Linked DNA regions of Rattus norvegicus: region 1 is linked to region 2. The links are chromatin contacts, called in public Hi-C maps. All regions are on one chromosome and are shown on one strand. The core of a region is the stretch at or near the end of the contact, and the rest is flanking DNA. Distances in the headings are between cores, read along the strand shown. Region 1 holds the start of Lhx6 (LIM homeobox 6). Region 2 overlaps LOC108350358 (a long non-coding RNA gene).

What was found. A called contact is a pair of places that touch in the nucleus more often than the background predicts.
Region 1: a contact with region 2 is called in a Hi-C map of frontal cortex, with 1.7 times the contacts expected there. The contact joins the promoter of Lhx6 here to the enhancer-like site in region 2. A contact is called at or near these places in 5 of 12 Hi-C or Micro-C datasets (Schwann cells, frontal cortex, hepatocytes and 1 more).

The regions. Positions count from the first base shown.
Region 1 is chr3:39,851,915-39,856,807 of GRCr8, reverse strand. It overlaps Lhx6 (LIM homeobox 6), which reads left to right and starts at 3,385. Exons shown (of 10, transcript NM_001107837.2): 1 at 3,385-3,531; 2 at 4,701-4,772. The coding sequence starts at 3,448.
Region 2 is chr3:39,760,950-39,765,954 of GRCr8, reverse strand. It overlaps LOC108350358 (a long non-coding RNA gene), which reads left to right. Exons shown (of 5, transcript XR_005502118.2): 5 at 1-135. Among named protein-coding and RNA genes, the nearest start is that of Ttll11, 31 kb to the right of the region's middle. Within about 2 kb of position 3,749, at least 8 of the 93 cell types and tissues checked have an H3K27ac peak or open chromatin away from gene starts, as enhancers often do.

The DNA.
Region 1 (4,893 bases), core at 2,136-4,635, 91 kb before region 2:
GTTAGCTCCATTTGCAAGTTGGGAAACTAGAGTTCTAAATGGCAAAGTGACCTGCCCATAGTCTCCTGCAGGAGGAAAAAGACAATCCATCCTGAAGAGGCTCTCCGGGTTCGACAATCTGGCCTCATTCTGTAGCAGAAATCTAGATTTGTGGGAAGGAAGATCTCATGTCCCAAATGATTTCATTTTTTTTTCTTTTCTCTTTTTCAGAGCTGGGGACCGAACCCAGGGCCTTGCGCTTGCTAGGCAAGCGCTCTACCACTGAGCTAAACCCCCAACCCCATGATTTCATTTTTATCTTTGAAGTTGGGTATGCTCTGAGATAGACTAATAGGTCTTCAGCTTCCTTGGGTTAGTTATTCCAGGGAGTTTTTGATTATTTGAATGATGCCTTTCCTATTCCAGAAAGAATTTGAAGTAGTATCTTTCAAATCTGGTGACTCGATGCCACGGTGACCCCTAATATTTGTTATAGGCTGGGTGCTATGGGACAGACATCCTGATTTATGGGCATATGTTTCACAGTTCAGTGGGGCTGTGCATAGGAGGCAGGATCTGTTGTCATGGCCATCTCACAGATGAGAAGACAGAGGCCGAAGGAGTGAATGGAGTGGCTGCCACCCCTAAAGTAAGGGGTAGTGTTAAGATCAGTGCTGAGGCAAGCTGCCCTCACTCTTTGGACTTCATCAGGACTGACTGACTTCAATGCCTCTGAATATAGTCTTGATTTTTCTGAGGATTTAGTTAGAATTCAGGCGAGGAACTGCATGCAGATAAGAGTTTCTTCTGTTCAGTGTTCCAGGACTCACTCTAGATTCCAATAAACAAGGGCTCTGTATCAGCTTTGTAGAGTTACCAGGAGGATTGAGAGGGTGGTGCATGTGGAGCAGAGCTCAGTCACATAAGTGGTGGACATTGGGGTGGTCATTGTCACTACTTTGGGAGCACAGATTTCCACTCCTCTAGCAGTGGCACCACCTGTTTGCTCAGCTCCTGGATCTGTCATCGTTTCTCTGCCTGGACCACTGTCTTCTGTCCCCCAGACTATGTAAATCTCAACTGCATTTTATTTCACTTCATGTGGGTTTTTTGGGGTTTTTTTCCCCACTTACCTAAGAAGTTTTGGAGGAGCAACAAGAGCCTTGCCTTTTAGGGTTCCTATGCATGTCATGTACCATATACTGGCCTCTGGCCTCTCCTGGCCACTTAGAGGAGAGGAGAGAAAAGGAGAGAAGATGAGAGGGGATGGGGCCAGAGGGGAGAGAGAGAACGAAACAGTACAGTTGTTATTCCATATTTGCCCATGAGGCAGAAGGCAGATGCAGGCTTTTGTCAAAATATGGAAAGCATGTGTGTGTGCCTGTACATGCTCACCATGAGCGGTCATGATCATGGGTGTAGCCCAGAGGCCATAAGCTCTGTAGAGGAATCTATGCTCACCAGGAGCGGTCATGGTCATGGGTGTAGCCCAGAGGTCATAAGCTCTGTAGAGGAATCTGGTTTTAGTTCTTGGCTCAGACTATTGTTAGTCACGTGGCACTATGATGGCTGTGATCTCTTTAAACCTCAGGTTAAAATAGGTAACATGGGTACCCATAGGGTGTGCTGCCTCACAGAGGAAATTGAGATCATGATTGTAAAATGTTTAGCATTCTAATGCCTGGCCCGGATTAAAGCATCCAAGAGTGTGCGTGTGGATGTACATATACATCCAAGTGTGTATGTGTACATTGGTGTGCAGGTACACACCTCACCTGCTTTCCACAGTGTACCTGTTCCCTTTAGTAGAAAAGACTGGTTCAGAGCCAGTGTGCACACAAGAGCAATAAATTACTGGAATTCAAGAGCTGATGCCATTAGCTGGGGTTGTTTCAGCCTGAAGGAGCAGATATGTGTCCCTAAGGGTTGGGAGATGGCTTTTCAGTACTGCGATCGTATATAGACAACATTGTCTATGTGTGTTTCTGGCTATGCCTAATTGTGCAGACAGAGACTGACACCTGGGGACACTGTTCTTTGCAAAGGTGTGTGTTGCTTCCCCTTAAGCCTGGTACCTGTCTCACTGTCTATATGAAGGCAGTGCATGGTAAGAGATGCCTCATAACAGAGGTTATACAAGGTTTGGCGCTCCATGGGAAACCAGACTCGCCTGAATATGGCTGTGTGCACAAGTGTAAGCATGATTTGAGGGGGTGCTGTTTATATCTGTAAATGAGGGCAGTTATGAAGGGGGTGGTCTGTGTGGTGGGTGGTTTGCTCGATGCAGGACTAGGTCTAAGTGTGAGTGTGCACACAGTGTTTTAGAAGAGGACGCACATTTGCACACTTTTCTGACACAGTTCTTAGGTGAGGAAGAAGGCTGAGGCTATAAACGTCCGTGTTTGCCAGCATCAGACCTTTGAGTTTGAGGAGGTCTGTGTTTGGGGGCTGTGCCTGCTATTTCAATATCTGAGTCTTTGCCTTTCCCTAACTCTCATTATCCCTGGAGCCCTATAGAAGGTAGAACGTGTAACTAGGTAAATCTTGAAGTGGAGGTGGATGCCCCAAGAAATTTATTCCAAAAGAATCCAGGGGACCTACCCTCCCACTGCCACTAGCACAGTCTGCCCTGACCCCAGTCCTATTCAGCCTTTAGAAGCCGGTGCAAGCTCTGGTTGTCATGAAGCAGGGATGTTTTTGAAGGAGTTTGAGAAGTGTGTCGATGTCTGGGACCTGGGGGATTGGTGTGAGCAGGTTACCATTTGTGACCATATATACACAGATATACCAGACTCAGCACTGCATCAACAGAATGTGGCTTCATGTGGAATCCAGCCCTGTAGATGGGCTGACCACGGGTTCCTCTCGCACTTATTAACGGTTGTATGAGGGCGGCGGGTGCCCTTGAGGGAGGGGCGGCAGAAGGAGCTGTGAGGATGTGTGCCCGCCAGTGCCTTTGTATGTTAGCATGTTCCAAGAGTCTCCCTGTAGCGCATAGTTTCAGTGTGTCTCTCTGTGTGTATGTCTCTCGAGTCTCTGCCTCCTTTGGAGTGTCTCGCTCTTCTTAGCGGGGAGGGGATTGGTCACGCATGACTCATCTTGAACGGAGCGGGGCTCCAGCGGCAGGGCGGTCGTCGCCGCAGCTGGAAGGGGAGGAGGACGACGAGGAGGGAGAGGAGGAGGAGGAAGAGGAGGAGGAGGAAGAGGAGGCGGCAGCAGCCGCAGAGGCAGCTGCAGGGACCTCTCCAAGTTTGTCGGGACCTTCTTCAGAGGCAGTGGTGCCGGCAGCCAGGGAGGCCAGGACTGCGCTCAGACCGGGGGAGGAGGGCTGGGGCTGGGCCCGGGGCGGCGGGGCCGGAGCCTGGGTTCTCCAGCTCTCGCATCAGCCTCTGCCCACAGGGCGCCCGAGGCCCCACTCCGTGCTGCTCTTTGCGCTGCGCGCCCTTCGAGCCCTCAGTTCCCGGGCCCATGTACTGGAAGCATGAGAGCGCCGCCCCGGCGCTGCCCGAGGGCTGCCGGTTACCGGCGGAGGGCGGCCCCACCACCGACCAGGTGAGCAAGCAAGCGAGTGGGTGAGCGTCCGGGATCCCGGGGCCAGCGTGAGCCCGGATTCAACCGGGCCCGGCCGGGTGGCGGGCGGCAGCAAGGAGGAGGGGTATTGAGTGAGCTCGGGAGAGTGTGACTGCAAGTGTGTGAGCGCGCGAGCGGGCAGGCGGGGGTGGGGGGTCGCGGAAAGCGGGAACACATTATGCAAATGTTGGAGGAATTTCTCAAAAAGCGATTTAGCAAAGACATAGGCGAATCAAGAGGAGGCGAGGCCAGTATTGTCCGTCTGAATAGGCGCTGATAGCGCCAATGCGCCAGAGGTTGTGCCGGCGCAACGCTGAGGATCTCGATGAGGGGCCGGTCCCGGGCGCTCCAAGAGTCTGGAGGGTTCTCTTTCCTCCTCCAAGAGGCCTCTCTTTTCTCTTTTTGGCCTCATTTCACTCACCGATCTCGCCCTCTTTGGCTTGGGGCTTTCCTTGGACTGGCCTTCCAAAGGCGTTTGAATCGGTGTCAATATCCCCGCTTCAATTTCCCGGCGCGCGTCGAGCGGGCGGGCGGGCGGATGCTCCCAGCGCTCTGGGTTTTATTTTCTCAACCACCACCACCACCACTACTACCACCACCACCCCCATCTCCTTTTTATTTTCTTTCTTTCTCTCTTTTCTCCTTTTTGCATTTTGTACCGAGAGTAGGAGAAGGGAGGGGTAGAGGGAGAAAAAAATTCGATTTTTAATTACTACCATTAAAAAATCAAATTTGCAATTCTTTGGGCGGCCTGATGGATCTCACTGATTGACAGTTGGAATTGACACTCTGGCTACCTCTTATCTTGGGCATTCACGACAATTTCTAATTGCAGGTAGTTTGTGTGTGTGCGCGTGTTTTTTTTTCCCCCTCAGAGGCTTGGATTGCAAAGGAACTAAGCGATTACTTCAAGAGCCACGGGTTAAGTGCAGGGAGAGGGGGAGAGAGAGGGAAAAAAACCCAATCCAAATTCAAATTGCTTCATTAGAGAGACACCGCTTTTGTGGGGAAGGGCTTTAAATGCCCACTACAAAGTTAGGACTCATTGTTCAGCGCCGGTTTATATAACAGGCGAGGGGAGGCGCTGGGCTCTGACAGCTCCGAGCCAGTTCAGCAGCCGCTGTCGCTTGCATTCCCTCCCCCTCCCCCAGGTGATGGCCCAGCCAGGGTCCGGCTGCAAAGCGACCACCCGCTGTCTTGAAGGGACCGCTCCGCCTGCCATGGTGAGTCCTTTTGGTCCTGCTTTCGGCCCCGAGTCCCCCCAACTGTACAGGCCAGGGCTTCTGGCTCAGCCTTCCGGCTACCAACCTCTACCCCTGCGCTGGAAAACTGCCGATAGGAGCC
Region 2 (5,005 bases), core at 2,500-4,999:
CAAACTAGCCTACCTCCCGGATGGGGCACGTGATGGCCGCAAAAGCACCTGGTGCATTAGAAAGGCTGGCTGGAACAAGGCTTTGGAAGAAGAGCCATTTTCTAGGAAGTACAAACAATAAGTTTTTCACAGAGACCTTGACTCCTGACTTGGTTGCCTCCAGCAGGTGGGGGGAGTGGGGGTGGGGCTGGCAGGGCTTCCTCTGAAGTGCAACTTGGGACATGCGTCTGGGGTCTCTGGTTCAGGGGTGTCTTCCTCTCGGCTTCCCTTCGCCTTATCGTGCCAAGTGGATTAAACAACTCTCTTCACACACAGAGACACTTGACACACTCCAACAGGAAAGTAGCCATGTAGCTTTTAACCTCAGCTTCCTGTCCAGGACCCTCGATTCCGATTCTTACAGCCCACGAAGGTGACAATCTGTCCCAGAGGTCTCGGGTTGGGGTCAGCATGCATCAGTGCATCCGGGGACACTGGCAGGGGCCGAGAGGCTGTGGGCCAGGCATGGCCGGATTCACAGGTTGAAGACTGTTCCTCTGGCCTTCCGGACTCCTGCACTCCCACTGCAGCCCCTTCTGGGCCACCTCCCTTCCTGGCCCGGTGCTGGGGGTGACCATCGGGTGGAGTGGCATCCGGGCTAGAACTGTGAAGAGAGTGTCTGGGCAGAGACTGATGGCCTGTCATTTGGCTGCCGGCACATCCTCAAATTCTTTGTCTCTTCAAGTGGAGACTGTTGGGGGTGGGGACAGAGACAAAGCAAAAGACATAGGAGGTTGGAGGGAGTATATGGGGTTCTGGGTACCTCCATAGTCGGCTGCCCTAGCTGTTGGGTAGCTCTATGTGTGTGTGTGTGTGTGTGTGTGTGTGTGTGTGTGTGTGTGTGTGTGTGAGAGAGAGAGAGAGAGAGAGAGAGGGCATTGTACCCCAGCTAAATACATTTATTACTTCAAAACTTGCCTGTGCGTCACTGGCAGGAGCACCTCCAAGTGGTCTCTTTCTGGTTTCCTGTCCCCGGCCTCTGTGTCTCCATCCAGGCAATGGGCCTGCAGCTCTGACATGTGATCCATGTAAAACTGCTGACAGGAATATTTGGCCCTGGCATTCCCGAGAGAGACCTGACACTAGCTCTCTCCATATCAGGAGCAGTGGGAGATAAATCACCCTCTGAGGGAAGAAGTGAAAGGCTGGGAAAGTGAGTGCTCTAAGGAATCTGCCAAGAAGGGAAAGCCAGACCAGGAAGGGGTAGACAAGGAACTGAGGACCACAGAGCAATAGTGCATCTTGAGAGAAACAGCCTGCTTCCATAGGTTCCCCTCTTTCTGGTGTTCTCACAGCCTGGGTCCCCATCACAGCCACAACTCGGGCAGCTACACCCACTACCCCAGTCTTTCCACAAGCATGGCTGCACCTGGGCTTGTGTGGACAGACTTAGTCACGTGCACACAAACACAGCCACCCACAGGTACAGAGCCCCAAACCAACTTGTAGAATTACCGGTGCTTTAGGGCAAGCAGAACTGCCAGCAAGCACAGGACCCCCACAAGCAAGCATGCCTCTTTGTGGGGGAGTCTAGGCCAGGGTTCAGCTTTCCCAGAATCCCTCAGGTTGTCAGAGGCAGACAGGATCCCAGAAGGCTGTCTTGAGTGGGGTGAAGGGCCCTCTGCGGGTCCCTGACACCCCTTTTTAAATAAATAAATAAATAAATAAATAAATAAATAAATAAATAAATAAATAAATGGACTGGCAGTGTTCCCTAACTCCCAGAGCTTCAGCAACAAATGCTGTAGCCATTTTTATTCTCTCCGAAGCTTCTCACTAGTCCAGTAGGCTAATAATGGTAAACTGAGGCTTGGAAGGAGAGCACAGATACCCTTAGGACAAGACTGGGGGTCAGAAGCAGATTCAAAAGCGTATTTGTAGGATTCCCAAACGCGAGCTGTCAGGGGACCTTGCCGCAAAGTCCCCTTCCCCCTCCACCCCAGCACCCAAGGGCTCCCGGGCACAAAGCCACTTGGCGGCGCTCGAGGGGGCGCGCGTAGGAGCGCGCGCGACGGCCCGCGCCTTCGGCCAAGATGTTCCCTCTCGGCTTGATTGACAGGCTCGAGTGCCGAGAAACAAAATTGTTTATGCGCTAATGAATAAGGCCCTGATTGCAAGATCCTGTTTGGAAAATTATAGTGCGGCGGCGGCGGCGGCGGCCGCGGCGGCCCAATTACAGCCCGCGCTGCATATTCATTTCGTCTCTCCTTTGCATGGAGATGAACGGGCGGCCCCGAGCCCTGCAAAGGCAACGCCAAATTTAGTCCCAGGTTCCGCACTCCTCCGCGCCATTGTCTGCCCGGACCACCTGCCTCCTGCCGGCCTGATTGCCCGCGAGGGCGCGGAGAGGGAGGCCAAGAAAGTTTTCCCTGCCCCCTCCTCGGGCCACCACCCACCTCCTGTCCTGCCCTCCGCCCTTCCCCTGTCCCCTACTCTCCTGGTGTCTCTCCTTCCTTTCCTCTTTCCTTGCTGTGTGGACCACAGGCTTCTGACTCTTCCCAGAATTCCATGTGTGCCTCCCCCAGGTATAGAACATGAACTCGGGCTGGGATGTAGCCCAGTGGTAGAGCACAGGCTTTGCATGCACTAGTCCCCCAGGGGCTGCCCCTAGCACCGAAAGAATGAATCAAGAGAATGTGGAACACGCGAAGGAATGTCAATCATGTCTCCTCCCTTTTCCAGCTGCAGAAATTCCCTGGGTTCGTGGATTTCTGGGCCTTGGGAGGGAGCAGGAGAGGGAGGCAGTAAGGGGGATGGCTGTTTCCCTGCCCTCCCCCACGAGACACATCCCAAGACTTCGGAGGTCCCTCTCTGCCTGGCGCCTCCCTTATGTAGTCACCCCATTCTTACAGCGTTCAAACATCCTTCCCAGCACAGCTTGCCTACCCTTCTCTTCTCCAGGCAGGAGACAGCTCCCCCTGCACCCTAGGAGCACCCTGTTTCCCAAGCATGTCTTGATACAGCTACTAGCACAGTACACTCATGTCTTCTCTTCAGCTCTGACCTGAGAGGCTCCCAGCACTGGCTGAGTCACCAGCATTCCTGGTGTAGGGCTCAGGGCAGGGAAAACCAACAAATCCTCTGCCATGCTTGCTCACCCACCATCTGCCCTGTTAGGGCTTGGTGGGCTCGAATGGGTGTGAGACTGGGAGAAAACTGCCCTGAACCCCCAGCCTATAAGGGTCCCATCAACCAGCTCAACCTGGACAAGAATGGCCTTCCTAAGGCCATCGATTTGATTGACAGGTGCCTGAGGCCTGGAAGTTGTAAGACTCCATCACATGTGTCCAACTTTTCTCTTGAAGATAGTCTTTTGCCCAGGCTAGCTCAAACTCCTTATGTAGCCGAGGGTGGCCTTGAACTTTAGATCCTCCTATCAAGAGCTGGAGTTAGAGCTATGTGCCACCATCCTCCTGTCATAGCGGGTGAGCACTCTACCGACTGAGCTACGGTCTCCGGCTCTGCCTCTTTAAAATATCGTTTTTTGCTTGTTCATGAGTTCATGCTCCTCACATGTGTGCAGCTGTTCCAGGAAGCCAGAGGGCACCCAATCCCTTGGAACAGGAGTCACGGGCAGTCTTTGAGCCACCTGGTGGGTGTCTCAAGGAGCCCAGGTTCTTTGAGAGAACAGGCACTTCTAAGGGCTGAGCCATCCCTCCAGTCGTCTGTCCTGTTGGCATTGCCATATAGCATCAACCAAGTCCATGCACCAAGTCATAGGACTGAGCTGCAGACTGAAATAGCTGCAGCAACACTGCCCCCTCAACTCCATCACACTGCTTTAAAGAAGTTCATAATTTCGTGTTGAGCAGAATTCATAGCTCTCTTGGCCACATACAGCCTGTGGGGCAGAGTTAGAACACACTTGAAAATGATGGTATACAAGTTCTAAGTGTCCTGCCATCCTGCTTCTGTAGAAGTCCCTGAAATGACCAGCATCCCCTTTCCTGGTGGTGGGATTTGAAGGCACTGATGTGAGCAATGGACACCACAACCCACCAGGAGACACACAAAGTAACACACACACACACACACACACCACATACACCATACACACACACACCACACACATACACCACACACACACACCACACATAGCATACACCACACACCACACACATACACCACACATACACAGACACACCACACACCACACACACAAACCACACACACACACCACACACACCCCCCCACAGATACACCACACACCACACATACAAACCACACACAAAACACACACACACACACCACACCACACCATACACACACCACACACATACCACACACACACCACACCATACCACAGCACACACACAGCACACACACACCACACACACACCATACACAAACACCATACACACACATACCACACACACACACCACACCACACCACAGCACACACACACCACACACACAAACACACACACAAACACACACACAAACACACACACACACACACACACACACACACGCACACGCACACGCACACACACCTGATTCTCCTCGAAAGACCTCAATACCAAGACACAAAGACAGGCCTTCCCAAAGGCTGTGAGTGGGGCAGCACTGCCCTCTGGTGGTTTTTCTGGAGTTCTGCTGTATTCAAACTGGCTTCCTAGAACTACAAAAGAGCCTGCTGGTACCCAGATCTAGAGACGCAGATAGGGTTCAGACTGGATCAGGGATTAGGGATTAAGTGTCCTCGAAGGTGACATCTATTCCATTCATTCCAGTCCTCTGCTTCCACCCCCCCAGGCCTAGAACATGTTTTTAGCAATACTCATTCAGGACAAGGGCTCCCATCCTAGAGAAGCGCTGTGGGTTCAAGATCTGGTCCCCAGCTTTACTGAGAGGCAATAGGATCACAAGAGTGCTAATTGCATCCGTGAACTAATGCAAACGTCACTTTATAGTTCAGTGGTCTGTTACAAGCTAGGGCGTGGTTAGATAGAGTGGGTCACTGGGG